Regions from separate parts of the Sus scrofa genome. Here all the other regions are linked to region 1. Evidence: chromatin contacts called from public HiChIP or PLAC-seq and promoter capture Hi-C data. All regions are on one chromosome and are shown on one strand. Each heading gives the region's core, a stretch centred on a gene start, on an enhancer-like site or on the middle of the called end of the contact. The rest is flanking DNA. Distances are from core to core; before and after follow the strand shown.

Region 1 (3,566 bases), core at 607-3,106:
CAGCAGGTTCTGGAGGCTAGTGGGGCTCTGGGAGGGTCTGGTCCCCAGCTCGGCTGCACCAAACAAGTTTCTGCTGACCAAGAATGAGGCCACTGCCTCTGCTCTGACACTGGGGGCACAGCCCCTGTCTTGGTCTGGAACCTACAGGGTCCATTTGCCTGGGAGGTTGTGGGGAGGGGCCTCTCACTGCACCAGGCAAGGCCACAACCAGGAAGGGGATGGGGGAACAGCTTCCCCTGTGCCTGGCTGGGCCCTTGACCATGGGGGCCTGTTTGTCGGCCGGCCAGCTGGCCCTACCAACAGTCCGTCTAGTCCCTGCCCTGGTCCTGCAGGGGTGACAGCCCAGCCGGGGTGGGAGAACATGTGACAGAAAACCATTGAAAATGCAAGCAGGGCAGTGCCAGGCCACTGCCCAGGAAGCGCTTCCTGGAGAGCTGCTCACAGAAGGGGCCCAGGTGGAGGTGCCCAGAGTGCGGGAGGGACCTGTGCCGCTCATGTCCCAGCCCAGAAGCAGTCTGGTGGAAGTCCCCCAGGGCAGATCCTGTCTTGACCAGGGCCCTGCCCCTCCCTGGAAGGAGATGCTCCTGCTCTCTCCCTACTCCCTAGCACTGCAGCGGGCTGGAAAGAACCTCGCCCATCAGGTCTCACGGCTCACCTTTGGCCGTTTTTCTCGTCGGCTCACCTTTGGCCGTTTTTCTTGTCGGGAGGTTATAGGGCTGTGGACACCACCTCTGACCCAGCTGCCTCAGGCAGTGCACAGGGAAAGGGCCTGGGAGGGAAGGGGACCTGCAGTCACTGAGCCACCAGCGGGACTTGGCCCTTGAAGGCAGAAGGGGACCGCAAACCACTCTCCTTGAATCTCTTGGTAGAGGGGGCTTTGCTTCTGTGTTTCCTGCGTGGCTTGTGCCCTTTCCGGCTCCCCAAGCTCCTCTGAATGCCAGGGCCCCCGGAGCTCCGCCCTCTGAATCCCCACTCCCCACTGCAGCCTCGCCCTGCTTCAGTTGCTGCGGTAAAACCGCTGACACCGATCCGTTTTTCCGAGGGTCTTGCTGCCTCCCGGGCACTTAGGCGACGCAGGGCGGGGGTCCTGGAAGCAGCGCCTACCCTCAGTCCGCGGCTGCTGGGTATGAGAGTGACCTCAGACTACCCAAAGTGCAGGGAAAGGCTCTGAGCAAACAGGGCCGGGTTCTGCTCGGAGGCCCCCCCGCGGCTTCCTCCCTGCCTGGCGCTGGGCTGCGCGTGTGCCTCACTCCGTCCTTCCAGCGGCTCGGGGATACTGGTTCCCCGATGGCCCAGAAGAAACTGGAGCTCTGGCAAGCAACCTGCCCGGGTCACAGAGAGTGGCGCGGCCGTGGTCAGCGCAGGTCGATCCCAGCGAAACCGAAACAGGACCGGGAAGCCCTTGCGGGCCGGAAGAGGCAGACAAGTCGAGAGGGGACCCGGGAGGGAGGGGGCGGTTCTGCGAGCAGGCCCAGCGCAGCGCAGGGGCCCGGGAGGGGTCCGGGGCCGCAGCCCCTCGCCGCCCGGCACAGCAGCAGCCGGAAGCGCCGCGACCGGGGCGGGGGGGTGTGAAGCCCCGCCCCTCCCTACCGCGCCGGGCACTCTGGGAGTTGTAGTCCCGGTCGCGTCCACGGCACGCCGTGCCTCCCGTTTTCCGGCTCGGGCGCCTACCTCGGCGCTCGCGGTCGGCTCGGCCCGGGAAGTCGGAGGGCGCCAGTCGAGGCGGCTGAGGGCCACCGCCCCGGACTCCGCCTCCCGGCCTGCCTCGCGCGCCGCGCCGCCTTGTGGGAGCGGTAGTCCGGGCGCGCGATTCACAGCGCCGCGTGCGCCCCGGGCGCGCCGTAGCCTTGGGGCCCCGGCCGGGCGCTACGCTACGGAGGCGGCGCAGGGAGAGGCGCGGGCCGGGCCGGGCCGGGTCGGGCCGGGTCGAGACGCTTGCCGGTTCCGCCACTCAGCGCGGGAGGCCGTCGGGGCAGCGCGCCGGCGGCAGAGGGCCCGCCTGCCCTCCGAGAACAAGTTGTGGGCCGACCGGCGCAGGCGAGCGGGCCCGGGCCGCGGGGACTGAGAAGGCGCCGCGGGGTTGCGGAGGTGAGTCTCGCCGCCCGGGCCGGGCCGGGCCGGGCCGGGGGGAGCGGCCTGGCCCCTCGTGGGGCCGGGACCGGCGGGCGGCGCCCCCTGGGCATTGGTCCGGCACGACCGGGCTGGGGACGCTGCCCGAGGGAGAAGCCGGCGGGACCTGGGGGACCAGACAGCGAGAGACCAGCCAGGGTGCTGTGGACACAGGAGGCGGCCTGAACCTTTCCTGCCCTTGAGTGCCCTTATCTCCGGGCAGTGTCCCGTCCCCGGCTGCGTTCGGGATGTGTCCCGCGGTGGCCCCGCGGAGTGGGAGCGCGGGCGCGCCTTGTGTGCCCACTGGCCGGCCACCACAGTTCGTTCTCCCGTCCCTCTCCTGGCGCTGGAGCGAACCGAGAAGTTTTCCACAGGGGCCCTGAGAGGATTTGCCAGGCTGCACGGCGACCCTTCACGCTCTTCTTGCTGCCCACAAGAGGGGCTCTTCTGGTCCTCACCAGCGCACCCCTGTTGTGTGGTCAAGTGACTGGGCTTGTTTGGAGGAGGTGGGGGCGCCTCCTAACACGCAGGAATTTGGGACCAGACTGCAACCACAGGATCCCAGTGAGTCCAGGCCTGGGAGTTTGGGGTCCGGTGGCTCTGAGCGGCCGTGTCCTGGGGGGACACGGGCCTCCGCCGAGTGCTAAGTAGGTTCGCACCCCTCCTGGGAGCCCCTCCCCTGTCCCGGCCTGGGGGCTGTGTGAGCCACCGTCAGGAGGGTGCCCCTGATCCCCTTCTGCCGCTAGAGGCTGGGCTGCCCTAGGAGGTGGGGTAACGCGATCCTGCCATTTCTGGGTGACTTTCTCGAGTGCGGGGAGAGGCTAGTGTTTCCCTGGCCCAAGTCCCTGGGGAGGCCCCCGTGGACTGGGAACCCCGAGCCTGGCTGCTGGGAGTGGGTCTTGCGAGAGGTTGGGCTCGACTGATTTCCTCTCAGGTCCTTCTGCTCCTGGCAGGAGCTCCCCTCTTCCCTTCTGCAGCTGCTTCCCCTGAGCAGACAGGCTGGTGACCCCGTGACCTACTGAGAGCCAGGCTTAACCCCCGCCCCGCCACGCTGGGCCCAGGGCTCAGTGACTGCCTGGCTTTAGACAGGGACCTTCCGTCTTGGATCCCGTTTCTCTCCTTTGAGCCGCCCAGACCCAGGACTCTGAGGGCAAGAGGCGGAGGGCCCTGCAGTCCTGCCCCCCAGGGGTGGCTCGGAGCCCTGCCCTTCTTGACGGTGGGCTCTGCTGGAGGCCCTGCACCCAGCTCTCTGGACCCGTCTCTTGGGCCGCACTCTGCGGAGCACCTCCTCACGGAGGCCATGGGGCGGCCGTGGCTGCTGGGGCCGCGCGTCCAGGTCTGGGTCGCTGACTGTTCACCTCGTGTACATGGAGTTGGGAAGAAGGACTCAGCTGCCCTAGAAATCCGCAGAAACTGTGGCTCCTTCATGGGTCTTTGCTGGTCAGTGGAGAGCCTCA
Region 2 (3,566 bases), core at 635-3,134, 120 kb before region 1:
GCCGGCCAGGGGCCCGTGAGAGGCAGGAGGTACAGGCTTACTCCTTACCTTGTACCTGTCGTAGATGGCCGCCCTCCTGGCGGGGTCGTCCGGGTGCAGCTGGGGGTCCTGTCGGGCAAGCCGCAGCAGCATCCCCCGCTTCAGGTCCATCCCGAACTTGGAGCACAGGTCCTCCTTGGGGGTCTGGCAGGAGGCTCCACATGGGACCCGGTGCTTCAGGCAGGGTCCCGCCCCCCGCCCCCTTCAGCCTCCACGCCAGCTGCTGGCAGCACCCAGGCCAGCCCAGCACCCGGGGGCCAGAACAGAGAAAGGTCTGAGAGCAGAGGAGGTGAAGCGGGGCGGCTGCCGCAGCGACGGACTCCCACTGGGGCTGTGGGGGTCGGGGGGACAGGGTGCCGATGACATCTCAGTGGGGACCCCGCTGTCCTTGCCTTGAGGATGTAGAAGTCGAAGCCGCAGGCCTGGTCGATGAGGTCCAGGGTGCGCATGGTCACGGTCACGGTGAACCGCTTGTCCAGGATCTCACTGTAGAGCTCGCGCTGGAACAGCTGCGGCTTCCACACCTTCCTCACTCTCTTGGAGAGCTGAGGGAGCAAGAGGCTTGGTGACATCGGGCCGGGGAGCTGCACCTGTCAGCCTCCACTCGGGGGCCTGGCTGCCCAGAGGTCCGCTTCTCCCCCGACCCTGCCGAGGTGGCAGGGTCACACACAACCGTAACTGCAGGGTCCACGGGGTTTCACGGTCCAAACCAGAGCCTAAGGGCCCAAAGGCCAAGGAGACATCAAAGACACAAATCCCCACCCCGAGGGCTCGGCAGCTCCTCCAGGTTCCCCATCAGAGGCAGCAAGGCACTGGGGGCATCAGGGGCGGACTGGGGTGATCTGCCCCCCGGGTTAGTCTCTCGACCATTCTAAAGGGGGCAGGGCAGTGCCAGCCTTGCCGGTGTCAGGATAGGTGGGGGTGAGGGTGAAGCCGACAGGTCTCCTTAGGCCTCGCCCCCCACCCCCTCTCAAGACTCAGGCCTCCTCCCCATCCTGAAAGGAGCTGTGTCCGCCGGGCCGTAAGCCCTCCTCCCGAGCAGAGTCCCCTTCCTCTCCAGGTACCTCCAGACCCCAGCCGGAGCCGGGCGGCAAGGCCCGGGAGGTACCGCGCCAGCCCGTCCTGCTCGCTCACCTTGTCGTTGTTGACGTATCTGTGACCCAGCACCCAGCCCTCGCCGCCCCACAGCCCCAGCTGGGACTCCGGGGGGTAGTGAACCGGAATGGGCACGTCCTCCACGCGCTCCCGCTGCCAGTTCTTGGGGTTGATCTTGAACTTGGCCCCGTGAGGCCTGTAGTGCACGGGAGTGGGCGTCCGCGCCTCCTCCAGGGAGCGCAGGTAGTGCCGGGGCAGGCGGGAATAGATGCCCTCCCACAGCCGGAGCTGCTTCCACAGGCCGACAGGGACCTTGTGCAAGGGCATCGCGGCGAGGCTGGCGGGAGGCAGGGACCGCGGTCACGCGCGGCGGCCGGACGTGGGACAACACCCTCACCCCGGCCCCGCGCGCAAAGCCGCGTGACTCCCACTGCAAGCCAGGATCAGCCGCGCCAGCCTCCGGAGCCCAGGGCCTCGCCGGAAACGGAAGTCGTGCCGCGGCACCCTGCTCTCCAACCGCCGCTGATTGGCTGCAAGCCAGTCCGTCTACCCAGCTCGTCCCGCCCCCTCTTTGGTCCTTAGGGACCGTGGAAAACTTCCTGCAGAGATGGTGGCAGCCCCAGGGATCGTCGGCAAGTGTGGGGCCGGCAAGAATGGGCCCGTTTCCAGAGGCTTGGCCACCTTCCCTCCTCCCAGAACGAGCGCAGAAAGCAATGCAAAGACTCTTTTTACCTTGAAACATCAGTGTAGAATATTAAATTCATCAATCACAGTGAAATCAGAGCTACAGAAAAATGTCTTCAATGTCTGAAAAAATCCCCCCCCGAAATACCTTATATAAATATTTCCCCATTACAAGCCTGGAGAATGCTACGGTGGCCAAGTGCTGGGTAACTGCGGGTGTGGGAAGCCTCCCGGGAGGCCATATCCTGGATGGGACTCGGAAGGCAAGATGCCAGGTCCAGAGGTGAGAGGGCTGCGGGCCCCCACCCACCCTGGGCTCAGCACCCTCACACTGACAGTGGCCCCCCGCAGCCTACCTTAGGGAGGGCCTCCTGGGGTGGTCAGCAGCCCTTACCCTGCTTTCACCACGAGAGAGGTTAGGCCAGGTCCCCAGGAGCCCCCTCTGCAGACACGTGTTTGAGCGAGGTCAGGGTGGCCGCCGTCCCCTTCTCTTCTCAAGGAGATGCTCACTAGACAAGGGCCCAGGAACCCAGAGGGCAGTGGGGTAGAGTTGGGACAAGGTGTGCCCTGGGAGCCCAGCACTCCCAGAGCATCTTGGAGCCTCCTCTCCACGAAGGCCTCCCAGTTTTGGAGCCAACGTGAAGGGGTAGGGGTGGCCAGCCAGCCAGAAGCCAGCCTTCCCCATGCCCTCGTGGCAGCTAGCCCTTAGGCCACCCAGTGCCATCAGCTCCCTTGGCACGATCGCCCCTTCCCGTGGCAAATGCATCAGCAGGGGGCATCCTGCTGGGGCACAAGGGGTCAAGGAGCCACGCGGCGGCACAGCTACCAGCCTAAGTGCCAGAGCACAGCCTCACACAGGAACAGGGCGACACAGCCATCTTACTCTACGTTTCCCTCCAACCATCTCCAGGCCAGCAGACCACAGGGGCTTCCCCACTTGGTACCTGTGGTCTCCAGGCAGCCAGGGCCAGGCCTCAGGAGCCACTGCAGACACCCGCTGGGCCCTGCAGAGGGACCGGGTAGCTGGCAGCCAGTAGGCATAAGGGAGCTGGGGGTGTGGCCTTGCCTCCGGAGGAGGAGGAAGTGAGAGCACAGCAGTGCAATTTTATTCGGCTGGAAATCCATCTGGACAGGGTACCTCTCCCCTGGTCCTGCCCCTGGCCGGAGAAATCATCAAAGCCGCAGGTGTCCCCAAGCGGGCCACGTCATGTCACTGTGTACAGCTCTTCCTGGCGGTTCCTGCAGATATCATAGTGGCAGGTGAGCTTCTGGGAGCAGGCCCAGGGCTCGGTGTGTTGGTCCCTTGGTGGCAGCAGGAACGCAGCGCTGCCAGCCAGCAGCATGTGCCAGATGCTGTGGGTGTAGTAATAGTTGTCGCTGGTCATCATGGCGGTGTAGATGGCAATGGCCACAGAGGCCATGGCGATGCCAGGCAGGAGGTAGAAGACCCAGCGCTGCCAGGAGGGCGGGTAGCAGCGGCGTCGGCGCCCGCAGCGGTACACCTGGAGGAAAGCACTTGCGTGTCGGCGCAGGGGCTGCAACCAGGGCTGCCAAGGGCTCGCCCAGGTCTGGGAGCGTGGGCTGCTTGGTGGGGGTTCAAGCGCACAAAGACCTGAGGGTCCCCAGGCCTCAGGCATGAAACCACAGGGGGCCCTCCGCAGATGCAGAGGGTTCGGGCCCAGGACCCGGACCATGGCCCGAAGGCGGGACCAGGCCCTGTCCTCCTCTATGGATCATGTATCCCGATT
Region 3 (3,566 bases), core at 701-3,200, 75 kb after region 1:
GAAATCTTTCCGTTGACGGCGAAGGGCTGTGGAGATGGGGGTCACTACTCTGCCCGCTGCCCACGGTCAGCCCTCCCCCAGGCAGACTCACAGACGCGCACCCACAGGACGGAAAGGACACCTCCCTCCATGCCCTGCAGAGGGGAGACTGCTGAGGACCAGCTGCTGAGCCAAGAGGGTGCAGGGAGACTAGCAGGTGAGGCACACCCAGGGCCGGCTGGGGCGGTGCTGCCAGGGGAGGCCCAGCTGGGGCAGGAGCACTCACCCCGTAGGTGATGAGCACAGCCTTGGGTTTAAGCAGGTGTCCTGCTGCTCTGAAGAGGCCCTGCGGAGGTGGGAGGCCAGACAGCAGTGAGGAGCTGTCCCCGGGATCCTCCAGGAGCCCTGGGCTCAGGGCTGGAGACTCAGCCTGACCTCCCCGCACCCGCTCCCGGCCCGAATGGCCTGCCTCCCATACGTGCCAACCTGGCACCTAGCTCCCTCCCAGCACATCGCTTCGGCAGGTGGCCCCTAGGTTGTGTGCCCACAGCCCCACAGACCTCGGTGCAGCTCAGGGGGCTGATGTGGATCATGTTGATGCAGAGCAGCAGGTCCAGTGATCGCGGCAGGATCCCACCCCACTGCTCCCAATCCCAGGTCACGTCCAGGTACAGCGGGGCCTTCACGTTGGTTAGGCCCTGGGCCAGAGCCGTGGCCGAGATACTGCAGAAGGGCAGCCCGTGGGTGGCAGTGGCCTGGGCAGCCTTTCTGAGCCCCTGCACCCCCACTCAGGAGATGCTTGGAGGAATCACAAAGGCATGCGAACCATGGCAGCGGGACGGGGCCCACTTTCACCCCCGGGGTCCCGCCTTCCCGCCACACCTGTCCAGGCAGCGCTGATCCACGTCTGACGGCTGCCACTCGGCGTGCGGGAAAGCCCGCGCGAAGTGGGCTGCATGCTGGCCGGAGCCCGAGGCCACCTCGAGCACGCGGACGCCGCGCTGAGTCGGGTCCACATACTGCCGCAGCACGTGAAGGATGGGCTCCTTGTTCCGCTCGGCGGCCGCCGCCACCAGCATGGTTTCAGTCCTGCGGCCTGGGGCCCTAGTGACGATGCAGTCCCGCGCCGCTGGGCGCGTCTGAGACCCGCCCGCCGCGCAGCCGCCGCCCGCCCCACCCCGGGAAAATGAGCACAGGCGTCGCGCCTTAAAGGGCGCGCAGCGCGCGGGGGCTTCTGGTGAGGGTCTGGGCTAGAGTTTGGGTCATTGCTTTGCAGGAGCCCAAAAGCTCAGCACCCTCTGGCCGTGGCTGTCCTAGCATTTTCATAGAGCTCATTGTTCCAAAATTGTCTTGTTCGTGTCGCACCAGAATGGATGCTTCTCTCTCGTCTTTTTTTTTTTTTTCCTTCTCTTCTTCATTAATCTTTTTAGGATCAGAGTCCATTTTTTGAGATGGTGGGAAAAAAACACCGGAGAAAGAAAAGCCTGCGCCGCCCGGGAATCGAACCCGGGTCGCAAGAATGGGAATCTTGCATGATACCACTACACCAGCGGCGCTGTTGCTTAAAGGTTTCTCCCAGAGACTTAGGAGATTGTGACGCAAATCCCCTCCCCCCCTTCACCCCGCCGAGCCGGCTCCGCTCGCGCAGAGACATCAGAGTGCACGCGCCTCCGCCGCGCCCGCAGCAGGAGCAGGAACACCGGGCTTGACCGGGGATCTCGCGGTACCGTTTGGGCACCCGGCCCTCAAGGAGACGGAGTGGGGCTGAGGTTTTATGGACGCCTGGAGCGGCGTTCGCGCCTTGAAAACCATGGCAACTGAGGCATTCCGGAAGTTGTGAGGGCGGGGCTTCGTGGGTGGGCGGGTCTGTGCTTGGCAGGGCTCACGGGTGGGTGGGGCTCTGGACGGGGCGGGCCCGACCTGAAGGAACTGAGCTTGCGCGGCTCCAGGGTCTGTGACGCTGAGGTGACCCGCGCGCGCCCAGGGTTTTTCGCCGATGCTGCGAGGGGCCGGCGACCTCTGAGTCAAGGGGGAGGCCGACTTGTTGTGTCCAAAGATGCTTCGCTGCTCGGCTTCTCGGGGCCCAGGTCTCAAGCAGGCTGTTGACAGGCGGAAGGCCATGCCCCGCCGTCGGCGTAGCTCCTCTCCCTTGCTGGGCGTTTTTTCTCGCACGAGACCCCCGCCTCGCCGCAGCCGCCGTCGCTCCGGCGAGCGCTCTGTGGACGGCCCCCGGGATGGGCCGTGAGCCTCGGGTTGCTGTCAGGGGGGCGTGCAGGGTGGCGACAGGGGCCTGTGAGCGTGGTCCGACCGGGAGAAGGATCTTGCAGCTCAGGGAGGTGACGCGCTGTGGGGGTGGCCGGTCTGGACGCACCTCCGGGGACGGTTCCGCCCAGTGGGCGGGCTTCCAGGCCTCCGGACCGCGCCTTTGGCCTTTCTCCTTAAGGCCCTTTTTCCGGCTTTCCCGCTTCAGGGCACTGAGCTCTCCAGACCCTTTCCTCACCCTCCGCCTCGCCTCCCGTGTGTTGGCCGAGCACCTTGTCTGTCTCAAGGTGGAGACGAGGTATCCCTCGGTGTGACTCCCTGCCCACTGCTGATGACCCGTGGTCACCTGAGGCCTCAGCACCCAGGTCCCCCAGCCCTCCTCGCCCCCTCAGGAGGCACCAGATTTCCTGGGGGCTTCACATGGCACTCTTGGGCATGGGCCATGCTGTGATATTGTCATAGAGTACGAATTAGCTATTCGGCCTTTGTCCTGGCTCCTGGGACAGCGCTTTGAAAATTCTGGAGACTTCCCGAGTGATGAGATTGAGAGGAGCAGAGTTCCTGTCTTGCTCAGTGGGTAACCACGAGGGTGCAGGGTCGATCGCTGCCCTTGCTCACCGGGTTAAGGGTGAGCTGCCGTGCCGTGTGGGTCGCAGACTCGGCTCGGATCCCGTACGGCTGTGGCTGTGGTGTAGGCTGGCAGCTGCAGCTCCACTTCGACCCCTAGCCTGGGAACCTCCATAATGAGATGGGTATGGCCCTAAAAAGAACCAAAAAAAAAAGAGGAGGGGAGGGGCCTGAGACCCACAGATTTCCTTGCTTCCCCCATGTTGTGTGGGCTGCTTGAGGAAGTGGGCAAAGGCCCAGCAGTGTCTTCCATTTACCAGCCCTGGACCTCAGGTGGCCCTCTGCCCGCCACCCTCGTCACCCTGGAGGCATCGCTCTGGACTGGACACTGTGTGACCTGACGCACACCTTCCACACTCACGGAGCTCAGAGCCTGGGACGGGAGCAGCTGGACACGGCCAAGGGGTGAGGCTCTGGGAGCGTGTGCGTGAACACATGCTTGTGAGCATGTGTGAGCCAAGGGCACACGTGTGAGCACACATTTTCTGCAAAGTCCTGAATGTGTGTCAGACTCTGGGTGGGTCCAGGTCTCTCCCGAGGGACGCTGAACATTGGGCCTGGAGGTGCCCCGCACCCGGGCTGTGCTCAGTGGCACCTCCTGGGGGTGTGTCTCCTGAGGATCGTCCTGGGCGCCGGAAGTGCCCTCTCCCCTAGGCGCACTCACCTCCCGAGGGCTGGGGACAAAGTCCCCCGTTCTG

What was found. Promoter capture Hi-C pulls out the DNA fragments that hold promoters and counts their contacts. HiChIP or PLAC-seq counts read pairs in DNA pulled down with a chosen protein or histone mark.
Region 2: a contact with region 1 is called in a promoter capture Hi-C map of fetal liver, with 3 times the contacts expected there. The contact joins the promoter of MRPL28 here to the promoter of CAPN15 in region 1. A contact is called at or near these places in 2 of 5 promoter capture datasets (fetal liver and liver), 7 of 47 Hi-C or Micro-C datasets (alveolar macrophages, embryonic fibroblasts, liver and 3 more) and 1 of 2 datasets of contacts at active chromatin or transcription factors (alveolar macrophages).
Region 3: a contact with region 1 is called in an H3K27ac HiChIP or PLAC-seq map of alveolar macrophages. The contact joins the promoter of MCRIP2 here to the promoter of CAPN15 in region 1. A contact is called at or near these places in 4 of 47 Hi-C or Micro-C datasets (epiblast stem cells, heart right ventricle, liver and 1 more) and 1 of 2 datasets of contacts at active chromatin or transcription factors (alveolar macrophages).

The regions. Positions count from the first base shown.
Region 1 is chr3:41,206,900-41,210,465 of Sscrofa11.1, reverse strand. CAPN15 (calpain-15) reads left to right here and starts at 1,856. Exons shown (of 13, transcript XM_021086917.1): 1 at 1,856-2,088.
Region 2 is chr3:41,328,730-41,332,295 of Sscrofa11.1, reverse strand. It overlaps MRPL28 (39S ribosomal protein L28, mitochondrial), which reads right to left and starts at 1,884. Exons shown (of 5, transcript XM_005655127.3): 1 at 1,174-1,884; 2 at 432-584; 3 at 49-183. The coding sequence starts at 1,461. It overlaps TMEM8A (transmembrane protein 8A), which reads right to left. Exons shown (of 12, transcript XR_002342470.1): 11 at 2,213-3,320; 12 at 1,866-1,941.
Region 3 is chr3:41,131,833-41,135,398 of Sscrofa11.1, reverse strand. It overlaps MCRIP2 (MAPK regulated corepressor interacting protein 2), which reads left to right and starts at 1,950. Exons shown (of 7, transcript XR_002342465.1): 1 at 1,950-2,066; 2 at 3,129-3,273. METTL26 (UPF0585 protein C16orf13 homolog) reads right to left here and starts at 1,153. Exons shown (of 6, transcript XM_021086912.1): 1 at 862-1,153; 2 at 540-702; 3 at 266-325; 4 at 1-26. The coding sequence starts at 1,058. It overlaps TRNAG-CCC (a tRNA gene), which reads right to left and starts at 1,535; the gene lies at 1,465-1,535.